Regions from separate parts of the Capra hircus genome. Here region 1 is linked to region 2. The links are chromatin contacts, called in public Hi-C maps. All regions are on one chromosome and are shown on one strand. The core of a region is the stretch at or near the end of the contact, and the rest is flanking DNA. Distances in the headings are between cores, read along the strand shown.

Region 1 (7,157 bases), core at 4,568-7,067, 67 kb before region 2:
GTACGTATAAAATTCAAAAAAAAAATCCCACACACAACCATAACATAAAACTGTGTAAGAATTAGACGAGTACAGGGAATGTTTTACACTTTAGGAGAGTGCTGTCCTATGAAGTTTTTACTAGCACAATAAAAATAAAAGTTTGAAAAAATGCACAAAACTGACTTGAAATCTCAATTACCATGGATATATGAAATGCAAGAGGCAAAAAAGCTTTGGTTTGATCCTAGTTGGCTCTAACAATAAATTGAAACAACAACAAAACAAAATTCCTGCAGTAGTGTGCCTCAATCTTGCAAGTGGTCAATTACAGAAATGACTGCTTCATCACTTCAGTTATAAACGCCCACAGAAATTATTCATAGCACTCAGTATAAACCGTCACAATACTACAGAGATTGTACCATCTCAAATTACAGTGATTACCCCAGTCCAGTTTTATATAGACTATCCAGAAAGTTACTTGACTTTAAGACAAGACTACTGATTTTATTTATTATTATTATTACTCGTAGATGGGGGTAGACCTAACCCTTGAGGAGTTTGCTCACTAGATGCATAAAGAAATGCAGAATAATAAGAAGCATGCTGGAACAAACAATCCCTTTATTATTATCTCTAACAGCTTACATGAAAGAAAGTGCTGGGGTGGACCTGGGTGCTGGACCATGCTCAGATTTGAGTTGGTCTGAGCTTAGGCTGCTAGTTTAAAGCTACCCTCCAAGAGAAAAATTACACAGGAACATTAGGAAGTACTTCTAAGGCTTCTGGTAATCATGTAGGTAAGTCAATGTGGATGAGGGCAAAACCAAGAATTTCTGGGACCAGGGCTATAGTGTGAAGGTGTTGTTTCATTTTCTAAATCAAAATCACCAGCTTCCTGAAGAACGTTTAATAAAATTGGTTGGGAGTAAAAATCATTTGGGAGCTGTGTCTTTGGTGTTGGATGCTACAGAAGGGAAGAGCATGTTTGGGTTGACACGGAACCCATAGCTTACTATGGAACAATCACTGACCACTCTATGTGATCCACACACTCAGGAGGTTATTCCCAAGGGAACAGACAGGCTGGTGGACTTGATAAAAGCCACTATATGGTCTGTCTACCCTGAGAAGGGAGGTAAGACTATTGATTTTAGACTAAGAGGGCTGGTCTTCCATGAAGATGGCTCTGCTGATAGAAACACCATGGCCACAGCTGGTCATTTCAGATAATCTAGTAGATTGGGAATCAGATCAATTAATTATGGTTGATGAGAAAGAGCCCAACATAGGGACAGATGGCTCTACTCCCTGCAAACACTTTCCTGCTATTCAGAGGTGCAGTGTACAACTGGCTTAATTTCCTTGTCTCCATTTAAAAAGAAATGTGCTTCTGCGTCTTACAGTCATATCTTACACTGCGGACTCCTACATTCACCATAATCTCACGCAGTTTTTCTGTTCGTTTAATGTCCTGTTGCAAAAATGTGAGTCGAGGAAAGGTCCAAGTAATTCTGCAATTCCACCCATTTAAATTTTCAAGAATGGCACTTACTTCCGCTGACGGAGTAGGAGAGAGAGTCCTTGGAGACTGGAAGAATAAAAGAGAAAGTCACAATGTTAACTCGCTTTAATTAGAGTTGCTTATCAGAATCATCTGGAAACGTTATTCAAACCACACATGCCAGCACCCTTGCCTGTCCTCCATCTTCTGATTCAGAAGATGAGAGTGAGGCTCAGACAGGTACACAATGACAAAGCCCTTGGGGGGCTGGGGCGCACGTGTCTGCCTGATAACCACGGGTTTTGACAAATATGCTGTAATGCTTCTAGGTAATTAAGTTAGAGAAATTGGAACTACTTCCTCTCTATATTCATGGTTTACCACCATGAGTTACAGTGTCTACTGAAACAGAATGTGGTAAGCACAGTTGCTGACTAAGTTATAACCACAGTAAGTAATCACGTAATATGTTATGGTGACTGCCTTGGTGGCATCTTCCCCAGGAGGCCTTGTCGACCTCATCACCATTCACCTTCTGGCTTCCATCTTTTCTAGGATTCCTCGAGGCAGCCAGCAGGCCAAGCACTCTCTCACCTCAGGGCCTTTGCACTTGCTGTGTCCTCTGCCAGCAGTGCTCTCCACTCGGACACCTGCAGGGCTCACTCCCCATCTTCAGTGAGGCCTCTGCTCAAATGCATTACCACCCAGTACCTTCTGTGATCCTCCCACTTAAAGCAGCAACCCAGCACCCCCCGACCCCCGTGTACTTTCTCCTTACTCTGCTTCATTTTCCGTCAACGCAACAGCACTCTGTAATATTATGTTCTGTATCTGTCTGTCTATTATATGTCTCCCACTTTCCACTGCAAGCTCCATGAGGGCAAGAAATCCATTCATTTACAACTGAGTGTTCCCAGCGACTGGAGCAGCTCCTGGCACATATTAGGTACCCAATGAATATTTCCTAAATGAATGAATGAAATATTCACAACTGAAAATGCAAAAAAGCTTTCAAACAGAAATGAAATGCAAATGAAGTGTTCTGAAGAACACGGCCACTGGCGGATTTCTCAGTTTCAAAATTTGCCCTTCTTTCCTAAGTGTACAAGAAGTTGCTAGCCATCTGTACTCCAGACTTCCTCGAGCCCCATGGTCTGGTCTGGTCTGCTTTCTGGAGGCACAGATGGCTACACAGAACTTCAAGCTTACGTCTCCAGTGTTTCTAAAACGGCAGTATATGGATTCTATGGAAGTGCTAATGATTGAAAGGATAACGAAACAGCTTGCAAACTCTTCTAAAGTGCAAGCTTCATGGGTTGGAGACGAGTTCATGAACACATCTGATTTCTGATGGGAAGGCATCCACCTAGTCCAGACTCTATGCTCAGAGAAACCAGTAGGCCATCAGTCTAGGTTATTGTTGAGTACTTATTATGTGCCAGAATCTAAATATTTCACTTAATCCTTACAGAAAACCTCTACGGTAGGTGTCCCTATTATCTTGAGTCTACAGATAACGAGATGGAAATATGCAATTTTCCCAAAGTCATATGGAGAGTAAATATCAGAGTCTGGTTCCAAACACAGAAATGTTCACTTCAAAGCTCAAACATCTGGGCCCATAACACCATAAAGCAACTCGCCTCCCCTTGCTTGTATGGCTTGAACATTAGGCAATTCTCATTCACTTCTGTAGGACCAGCTTCTATGCACTCTGTTCAGGAACCTTCCTTTGCCCCTTATCCTCTGTGAAACTCTGCCCCGCAAAGGCAACTGAACCTCCCAAGCCAATCGATCAATCAACCTGCACGTCAAAGGCTGCAGGTGCAGTTACAGCAATGTGACCACTAGGTGGCACTACATGAAAACAGACACCACTTCCCACCCTAGGGATCATTTCACCCAGGAGCTATGCTCTGGAATACAAAACCAGATTAGAAAAACAAAAAAAAATTAAAGATATATATATATATGTAAATATATACACACATATGTATGTATATACATAGATTCTGTCATTATCTGCTTTACAGACAAAGAAGTTAGAATTATAAAGGGTGTCTCACGGTCAAAGTCACGTAACGAATGAGTGGAGTCCCTGGGTTAAGCCCAGGTAACTTGATTCCAGAAGCCCATCTCATACCACTGTGCTGCACTGCGACCCTATGCGTTCTTTTCTTGCATATACTAATTATCTTACGATGCTGGAAGACACAGTTGTCAAAATTTAGGGGGTGTGCTCTCTCTCCTCAGGAGCCCCATGAATATATTTCAGCTCGCCCCAAGGCTCCCCCCTCACCCCGGAGGACCCTTCCCCCCAAAGCCTCTGCTCACAGACTCTCCCCAGTTTCGGCTCCCTTCCCAGCAAGTCAGCTCCTCTTCCCTCCGGCTTGGTCCTGATACTCACTCCTCCTGCCCTGTTTGCTATGGTTGGTCTGCTTCCCACCTCTCCACACCTCCCACGGGGAGGGGATGGTGCAATAGGCTTCTGACTACCTAAGGCACCTGCTACAGAAGCCTGCCAACAGTGAGCAATGAGGAGGACTCTCTGACTCATCTTGATCCCAATCAGTAGTTTTTATACAGGTGGCAAAAGAGAAAGAAGTTGTGCCAGTCACAACTTCCGGGAATTTATTACCTCTCCCAGGCTCTGCCTCTCCTGTTTGTCATCATAGCCCGAAGAGTAGAAAGGCTCATAGGTAATAAGATCTGGACGTTCAATGTCATAAATTGCCTTGACCTTGGGAATGGCTGCTAAATCCTTGTAATCCAGGATTTCATTGTCCACTTTTGCCTGCCAAAGTTAAACAGAAAGAAAAATCATTCTGCCATCTTATGTTTGAGGAACTGTGGTTCGTGCGTCTCACGTCTTATTTAAAGAGTTAAAATCTTAAAAATTAACAAATCCCAAAATACTTTGCTCAGCATGGTCACTGTTTATAAAGTTGCCTGTTTAAGACTCACAGACATGGAGAACAGAATTGTGATTGCCTAGAGGGAGGGAGATTGGGGTGGGAAGAATTAGGAGTTTGAGACTAACAGATGCAAAATTTCTTATGTAGAATGGATAAACAAGAGTCTTACTGTACAGTATAGGAAACTATATTCAATATCCTGTGAAATAATGGCAGAGAATATGAAAAGTAATATGTGCACATATGTATAACTAAATTATTTTACTATACAGTGGAAATAGATATAATATTGTACATCAACTATATGTTAAGAAAATAAATTTAAAAAATAAAGTTGCCCATTTATACCAGATATTCATGTTTTCAAAAAAAAGTCACCAAAAGCTTGGGAAAAAGTCTAAGTAGAATTCATCAAATAGAGAAGAATGCAAACCTTCAGGATTTCCTAAATTTATGACAGAGAAGGGAAAGCTCAAACAGATGGTCAAAAAATCCTCCCAGATGGCTAAAAACAAGAACTGCATATTTAATAAACTAAATATTTAAAGACCTTTGTGGCAGAATTTAAGGACACTCAGTACTGGAATTATAAAACATATAATTAATCTCCAAATATCTATATGCAAGTTAGGTGCAATAATTTTTCAAGTCCTGTATTACATTACTGCATTTTATAGGGTTATCTACTCAATCACTCTATACTGATGGTCACATCCACAGAAACATTCGATCGTCTGGAGGAAAATGGGATTGAGATGGCTGATCTACAAGAATGAAAACTGGATCTCGTAACAGAAATAGAAAGCATTTTGAATTATTCCCTTTCAGACTATCCAGTCCACACTTACCATCTGCTACCTTACCTGGCCTGGAAGTATCTCTTCCAGAAGCGGATACTTACATAGATAGTATGGCCCGGGGATCCAGGGATGCTGGAGCCTGGTCGAGAGTAAATGCTTTCGGAGGAAGTCCTGGTAGGCTGTAAAAGAAAGAGTGACATGTAAGAGTTCAGACTGTGGCTTCCTAATCACGACTGGCTGAAGTCCCCACACTTGGCTAAAGACTTAAGCTGACTAAAGAGAGAAAGACTTGTAACTGTTCTGAATAAGGGGAAACATAACCGAGGAAGAAAGGTCAATGAGAACGGACTGTGCCGTCAGCCTTGAAAGTGCACTTGGGGGCTTCTTTTTTCTCCTTGTCCCCGACAACACCATCGAGCACATTCCACCTCCACGGCCACCATCCTAGCACCATGCAGTCACCACCCGTGCTCGCCTGGACTCCGGCCATGGCCTCACCTCCAAATCCACTAGGCACCACAGAGATCTGTGAAGAATACAGTCTCAACGGTCACTACCCTTCTTCTGGTGTCAGCATCTGCAAAGAATGGAGTCACCGCTCCCAGGGCCTCGGGATCTCGGCCCGGCCTGCCTTTCCTGTGTCGCTCACTGCCCACCGTCACTCACAGGACAGGAACATGTCACTGCCCCAGGATTCTTATCCTTGCTGCTTCCTCGACCTGAGAAGCGTGCCCTTATCCCCCGTCCCACTTCTGCTTTTCCTCCTCCTTCAGTCTTGGCTTAAATATCTCCTCCTCAAAGAAGCCTTGCCTGTTCTCTTCCTCCGGAGTTGGTGATCTTGCTGTTTCCTCTCATGGCATTAATCCTGTTTTCTCCTTCATGAATGAAATGAATAATGCCGTACTTGTTGGTTTCATCACCATGTCGATCTCGCTCATTACCTTCAGTTATGACCTCTGCCCTCAGAGGGCTTCTTTTCTTACCACTGTACGTGCCCACCGTTTTGCACAGGTGCAGAGAAGGCATAAATATTTGTTGGGGGAATCAGAATTTATCATTTGCAAACAACTACTCAGTTCGTGGATACTTGACTCATGTTAATTACATGGTTTGAGCTTAACCACATGGAAGGTCATTGAGTTAAGGCCCGTGGTCGGCCACCAGGGAAAGTATAAAGAGGACTTTGTAACACAGACTTAGAGAACCCTGAGAGGGAGGGATGGTGATAGAAAAGGGGGGAAAATGCATGAACTGGGATTAACGGCCCCCCACCCCTGCTTGGTATGTTCTGGAAAGCTTCTGCAAAGACACCAAAGGCCTGGTCTTAGAAGGCTTCTCCCTTCCATGCAGCTATTTCTTGGAGAGGATGATTTATAGATCTGTTAGGAATACTGTTTCTGCTGATATTTCGGTATCCTGATGTGAATATAACTGAGTCCCTACAGCCCCCTCTAAAAAGCAGGATATTATGTCACTATGGACCTCACATCTGAAACAAGGAAAGCAAGCCCACCTGGTCACCTTGAGGCAGGCAGTGCTTGGACCTGCTTTGACAGTAAGAATCCACTGGAGGGGTGGGATCAGTCATTCTCACCAGGGTCCCTGACATCTCTGAGACAAAAGGGTGGCAGGGGGTGGAGAAAGTGGGCAGGGCACAGTGGAGGTGAGCCAAGCTCGACCCTTCTTCCCCTCCCTCCTTGTACAAGCACTTTCCTCCTCGAGTGACAACTTTCCAATCACAGGAGTATCTCAAGATGATAGAATCCCCACATCTGAATATGTTACAAAAGAAAGGATTCACGTAATAACAGCACTCCCAACAATCCAACTCCTGGATCAATTTGCCAATCAAAACATGCAAAGGACACCACCAAAGTGCAGCCTTTCTATAAAAAGAGATGCAACCGCTTCAGAGAGCTGAGCCAGTAACCCTCTCTGTGGGATAACTGGGCTTCC
Region 2 (6,643 bases), core at 352-2,851:
GGAGCAGAAGTTATTTCTCGCTCAACTACCATTCACATGCCTGGAGGAGCCCTGGGGGGGGAGGGTCAAAACCCACAAAAGCAAACTCTCCAGCGAGAGTGCTGAGGTCCTCCAGGCCACACGGGAGTAACAGCCAAATGGCTGTCGCTGCGCATTCCTTGACTGCCTCAGACCTCGCTAGCAAAAACCAAGGCGTCCCCCTCTTGCAGCACCAGGCCTGGTGGGCTTCAGCTGTAGTCCCATGCTCCTCTTCCTTGTCTCCTCCCCCACACCTCCTCGATTCACACACCAGAGCCTCCTAAGAGCGCAGAGATGCCTTCTCCTTGGCCCTGAGGGAGCCTGGGGGCCCAGGGCCTCTCAACCATCCTCCTGAAACTGCCTTCATTTACCTGTTGCATGCGTGCTAAGTTGCTTCAGTCGTGTCCAACTCTTTGCGACCCTACAGACTGAGGCCCACCAGGCTCCTCTGTCCATGGGATTCTCCAGGCAAGAATACTGGAGTGGGTTGCCATGCCCTTCTCCAGGGGGATCTTCCCCACCCAGGGATCGAACCTGCATCTCTTATGTCTCCTGCATTGGCAGGCGGGTTCTTTACCACTAGCACTACCTGGGAAGCCCCTCATTTACCTCATGACACAGTTAAAATATCATGTTCTAGGTGTGCCATTGCATGGGAGAGTTAAACCGTCTCCAGACAGCCCAGTTACCTAGCTCTGCACAGGCGTCAGTGTTAAAGGCGGAGCAGTTCTCTTTGGCTGTGCCTCAGAATCACCTGTGTAGTTTCTGCCTCCCAAATACCAGGGTTTGCTTTACCCCAGATCTGGAGAATTAGATTTCTAGGGGGTGGGGCCCAAGCTACTTATTTAGTTTCACTGTGTATATTCATACATTAAATTCATTAAAAAAATTTTTTAATAGATGCTGGTTGGAGAACATTTTTAAAAGTGGATAGGGGAAAATTTTCCCTTACTGCCTCTAGGCCCTCCCCCCACCCCATGCTCATTCTTTCCTCAATTTAAAAGGTAACCACTGTAACTAGCTATTCAAGGTCACATTAAACAAAACCCTCAAAACGTCACCTGCTCTAGCTCTTCTCCACACCAGCCTCGGACTCTAAGGAACCTACTCCAGAGTGGTCCTAATGGGCTCTGTGCCTGGACGCTGAGTTTCTTTTTGGGGGGATGGGGGCAGGGGAGGGCCAGCAGACATGGCTGAGACCTGGAAGGAGGATAAAGGTTTACCATCAGTAGTTTCAATGGGGAAATGACGGGGATGGGGGGGATTAGCGAAAGTAAAATTACTAAACGCTTAATTGGTTGCAACATAGAGCCCACCATTATGTCAGCTTCGTTAACTGTTCCATTAGGCAATGATGAACATTTCATTAAATTTATAGCAGGCAACAACAGAAGAATAAAATTTCTTTCCAAAGTTTCATAGCAAAAAGTTCATACGGATTGTGGAATGTGAAGGTCTTTCATTATGTCTGATGGGCTGGGCTGGGCTAGAGTGTATTCCGCGAGCGCAGGGCAGCCCACGATGCCCCACCCCTGCTGAAGGATCCATCCGCGCCTGCGCCCCAGGCTTACTTGCTGATGTACTCGCCGGTGAGGACTTTCCCGCAGGACTTGCACTTAAAGCAACCCAAGTGCCACTGCTTTTCCAGCGCCAGCAGGGCCTGTCCATTCTTGATGTCTCGTCCGCAGCCAGCGCAATCTGGAAAAGAGCAGCCGCCGGCCCTTACTCCACGTTTGTTAAATCCATAGTTTTGCTAATCCAAGCAGGTGGACCCCCTTTGATCCCCAGCATGCACCCACCACATACTCAATAACTATTTACTTAAGCGCCATTTCATTCCGCGTTCTCGCCCAGAGGGCTCGCAGACCCCCTATCCTCCCTTAGAGGGGGAACATCATGAGCCTCAGCAGATCCAAGGGCCTGGATGTCCTTCATCTGTTCATTTCCTTGGGGGTGATTTAAACAGCCTCTGAGCTCCAGCTGGCCCAGAGAATATTTAATTATAGCGTCTTGGCTGTGATTTTAAGAAGGCGCTCCTCAGCCTTTATTAATTGAGGGCACCTGTGAGTAGCTAAGTACCAGCTCCCCCTCCCCCTCCCATGCTGGCTGCCTCCCTTAATACTATATATGCGACTTCTGGAGCAATGCCCTAAGTCTCATTTTTGTAAACAGGACTCTACTTCCTTATCACCCTAAACCAGACTTTCCAAAATTTGTGATCATCAATTCAGTGGCTCTTAATTCCTCAGCTTTAAATTCTCCGTGGCAGGATCCTATGAAGAAGATAAAGAAGAAGGTATTTCTTCACAGTAAAGAATGTAGGCCCTGGAATGGGACACCCTGGTTCTGAACCCCAGCTCGCTGTTGGCTAACCACGTGACCCAGCCTAGTTCCCCCCTTTTCTAAGCCTTGGGATCCTCATATGAAAGCCAGGATGTTATTAGTGCCTGTCTCAAGTTCTCTGATGAGGATTCAATGGAATAAAGGACTCAGGTCTCTATGAAAGTTTGCTATTATTATAGTTGCTGTTATTCTGATTATTAGATACATCATTATTAGGGAAGCTGAGTATTTAAAAGAACCCAGAAGAATGTATAGGCATACACCATTTGATTGTGCTTCGAAGATAATACTTTTTTTTTTAAACAAATTCAAGATTTGTGGCAATGCTACCTGGATCAAGTCTATTGGCATCATCTTTTCAAAAACCTTTGCTATCTTCATGTCTCTGTGTCACATTTAGGTATTCTTCCAATTTTTCAAACTTTTTCATTATGATTATATCTGTTATGGTGATCTGTGATCAGTCATATTTGATATTACTACTATGACTCACTGAAGGCTCAGATGGTAGCATTTTTTCAGCAATATTTTCTAATTTAGGCACGTACATTGCTGTTTTAGACATAATGCTATTGCGCACTCAGCAGACTACAGCATAGAGTAAATATAACTTTCATTATGCACTGGGAAAGCAAACAATTTGTGTGGCTCATTTAACTGCTGTATTTGCCTTACTGTGGTGGTCTTGAACCAATCCACTGAGCATGCATTATCTCTGAGGCTTGCATGTAAATTGGGCAACCTTTCTGGAAAGCAATTTAAATGTCTGCTGCTGCTGCTAAGTCGCTTCAGTCGTGTCCGACTCTGTGCGACCCCATAGACAGCAGCCCACCAGGCTCCACTGTCCCTGGGATTCTCCAGGCAAGAACACTGGAGCGGGTTGCCATCTCCTTCTCCAATGCATGAAAGTGAAAAGTGAAAGTGAAGTCGCTCAGTCCTGTCCAACTCTTAGCGACCCCATGGCCTGCAGCCTACCAGGCTCCTCTGTCCATGGAATTTTCCAGGCAAGAGTACTGGAGTGGGGTGCCATTGCCTTCTCCAAATAGAGACACTTAAAATCAATGTACCTGAGAAAGGGAAAGAAAGCATTGCTGGCAGCTTGCCCCTGATATCCCCAATTGATCACAAAAATCATTCAGAGAATAAAGAAGTGTGCAGACAAGTCCCCTCAGTACACAAAGTGATTCAATACCCCCCTCTTCTGACCACATCTGTGGCTGCTGCTCCTGTACTAATGATGACATTTCTAGCCCAACTTGAATTCTCTCTTCTTCTAGAAAAACTTTCCTATAGTACCTGGCACAAGCTCAAGTCCCATAAAAATTCCTCCAAATGTCCCCCAGCAGTGGCTCACAATTATTGTGGTTTTCTTCCTTGCTGAGGTTTAAGTACACTTGACTTTTATTTTTTGACTACAGGTGTGTTTCTGGTGACCTTTGGGCACTGGGTATTTACATAACCTTTAGATCCAGCAATCTCATGGCTAAAATTTCACTCTGCAAATAAATTTTGAAAAGGATGTGCATGTGAATGTATGTGTTTCTATCCCCTGAAAAATATATATTCACCCCCTACTGCATTTTTGTAACAATAAAACTGAAAACAACATATGTGGACATTAATGAGAACGTGGTTAAATTAATTATAGTATAGTCATTAATGGGATACTACACACTGTTAAAAAGAATAAGGTAGATTTGTGTGCAGACATGGAAAGATGTCCAAAATAGACTGGGTAAAAAAAACAAGCTGTAAAACAGTATGTACAACATAAGCTCATTTTTCTAAATCATGAGAATGTAAAAAGAATTGAGCAAATAAATATTTAAAAAGTTAAAAGTATACTATACAAGTTATGAATACTGAAGTTTAGAATTTCTGTAAGTATAGCCCATTATAAGCTAGTGTATATTATATGGTCACAAAGCATGAATTTTTTTGTTTTTAAGCTGGGATTTACATGATGTCCAGCATCTCACCAAACTCCTTTCAGAGGGAATCACACATTTGGTAGTTTACTATAAAGATAAAAATGGAAGACCATGATATTTGCTCAATGCAATTTCTAAAAGATAATAGCACAAGATTAATATAAGATGAATTGGTAGGTTTTAATAAGTGAACTGAAAATTTTTTTCATTCTTCTGATTAGATTATGCCCACTAGGTGGCAGTAAAGATTTAAAATAATATGCAAGATGCTGGTTGGTTGAATTTTTTCAAGTAGAAAATAAACTTTAAAGATGGCTTTTCATTTCTACAGCAGAGGAGCTCAGGGAGGTAGGCGGGGCTGTTCATATCTCCCCCTTCACAACACTGGGGTCCAGGGAGATCAAAGGTGGGGAGACAGCCACAGGGCAGGCTTTAGAATTAGGAAGACTTGGGCACTAACCAGGAAAAGTTACTCTCTCTGAATCCTCATTTCTTCATCTCTGAAATGCAGACTCACTTCTCAGGTTGCTGGGAGGAAGAAGAAACCCTCTGTACTGTGAAGTGCTTCATATGACTTAGAACACTTGGTACCTGTTGGTTGTTCCACATAGTTCTCCTTTCCTTGATAGGGTCTGAGCTAGGACTAGAAACCAGGTTTCTTGACTGCCTTTCACTTTTTCAGAGACATTACTTTGCCGACTAAGGTCTGCCTAGTCAAGGCTATGGTTTTTCCTGTGGTCATGTATGGATGTGAGAGTTGGACTGTGAAGAAGGCTGAGCGCCGAAGAATTGATGCTTTTGAACGGTGGTGTTGGAGAAGACTCTTGAGAGTCCCTTGGACTGCAAGGAGATCCAACCAGTCCATTCTGAAAGAGATCTGCCCTGGGATTTCTTTGGAAGGAATGAGGCTAAAGCTGAAACTCCAGTACTTTGGCCACCTCATGCGAAGAGCTGACTCATTGGAAAAACTCTGATGCTGGGAGGGATTGGGAGCAGGAGGAGAAGGGGATGACAGAGGATGAGATGGCTGGATGGCATCACGGACTTGATGGACGTGAGTCTGAGTGAACTCCAGGAGTTGGTGATGGACAGGGAGGCCTGGCGTGCTGCAATTCATGGGGTCGCAAAGAGTCGGACATGACTGAGCAACTGAACTGAACTGAAGCACATTAATGCCCAGATACCCCAGACCTCTAACAGAAGCAGAGACACAATCTCAGCACAGAAATGCCCTCTCTGATTATTCTGCACCAATGGCTTTGGTAAACCAGGCATATTGTGAGGGCTTCATAGACATGCTCTTCAGGAGTTATTCTCCACAATCTATTATTTTTCACAGTAATGGATACACAATTCTGGCCAGTCAGCTTAGTTAGAGTGTGGTGCTAATAATGCCAAACTCACAGGTTTGATCCCCATATGGACCATAAAGAAGGCTGAGCAGTGAAGAATTGATGCTTTTGAACTATAGTGCTGGAGAAGACTCTTGAGAGTCCTGTGGTCAGCAAGAAGATCAAACCAGTCAATCCTAAAGGAAATCAACCCTGAATATTCATTAGAAGGACTGACGCTGAAACTGAAGCTCCAATACTATGGCCACCTGATGCGAAGCATTGACTCCTTGGAAAAGACCCTGATGCTGGGAAAGACTGAGGGCAGGAGGAGAAGGGAGTGACAGAGGATGAGATGGTTGGATGGCATCCCGACTAGAGGACATGAGTTAGAGCAAACTCTGGGAGGTAATGAAGGATTAGGGAAGCCTGGCGTGCTGCATTCCATGGGGTTGCAGAGTCAGTCATGATGCAGAGACTGAACAGCAATGGGGTCAAAGTGCCTGCCGTTTGGAAGCCTCTGACCTCACAGATGATGTCCTGACTCTCTCAGATCCTCCATGTCCTGCAGTGCCCTGGGGAGGGCACATATTCTACAGCTGATATTTTTTGAATATATTTATTTGGCTGTGTTGAGTCTTAGCTGTAGTATGTGGGATCTCAGTAGTTGTGGTGTACAGGCTTAGTTGCTCCAAGGCATGTGGGATCTTATTTCCCTGACCAGGGATCGAACCTGAGTCCCCTGCATTGCAAGGCAGATTCTTAACCACTGGACCCCTGGGCAAATCCCATCTACAGTTGATCTTGATCATGTTTCATAGAGAAGCATTTACCAAATGTGACTACCTAAGAGCCAGCCATCTGGTGAAACTGGGCTGGAAGGAGAGGTTGGGGATGAGCCTCCTTCATCCCAAACTGCAAGACGTAAATTAAGCAAATCAACAAAGACGGCCTTCTGGCCCAGAACACTGGCCCAGCTGACTCAGAATATTCTAGTGTACTCCACAGAGGTTACACATT

What was found. Hi-C and Micro-C count contacts between places; a contact is called where the count stands out from the background.
Region 1: a Hi-C map of blood shows a contact between it and region 2, with 4 times the contacts expected there. The contact joins two enhancer-like sites. A contact is called at or near these places in 2 of 5 Hi-C or Micro-C datasets (both in blood).

Annotation. Positions count from the first base shown.
Region 1 is chr26:17,038,766-17,045,922 of ARS1.2, reverse strand. It overlaps ABLIM1 (actin-binding LIM protein 1), which reads right to left. Exons shown (of 23, transcript XM_018041203.1): 9 at 5,303-5,380; 10 at 4,125-4,280; 11 at 1,538-1,573. Among named protein-coding and RNA genes, the nearest start is that of AFAP1L2, 71 kb to the left of the region's middle. Within about 2 kb of position 5,817, at least 2 of the 5 cell types and tissues checked have an H3K27ac peak or open chromatin away from gene starts, as enhancers often do.
Region 2 is chr26:16,968,354-16,974,996 of ARS1.2, reverse strand. It overlaps ABLIM1 (actin-binding LIM protein 1), which reads right to left. Exons shown (of 23, transcript XM_018041203.1): 5 at 1,590-1,716. Among named protein-coding and RNA genes, the nearest start is that of AFAP1L2, 140 kb to the left of the region's middle. Within about 2 kb of position 1,601, at least 1 of the 5 cell types and tissues checked has an H3K27ac peak or open chromatin away from gene starts, as enhancers often do.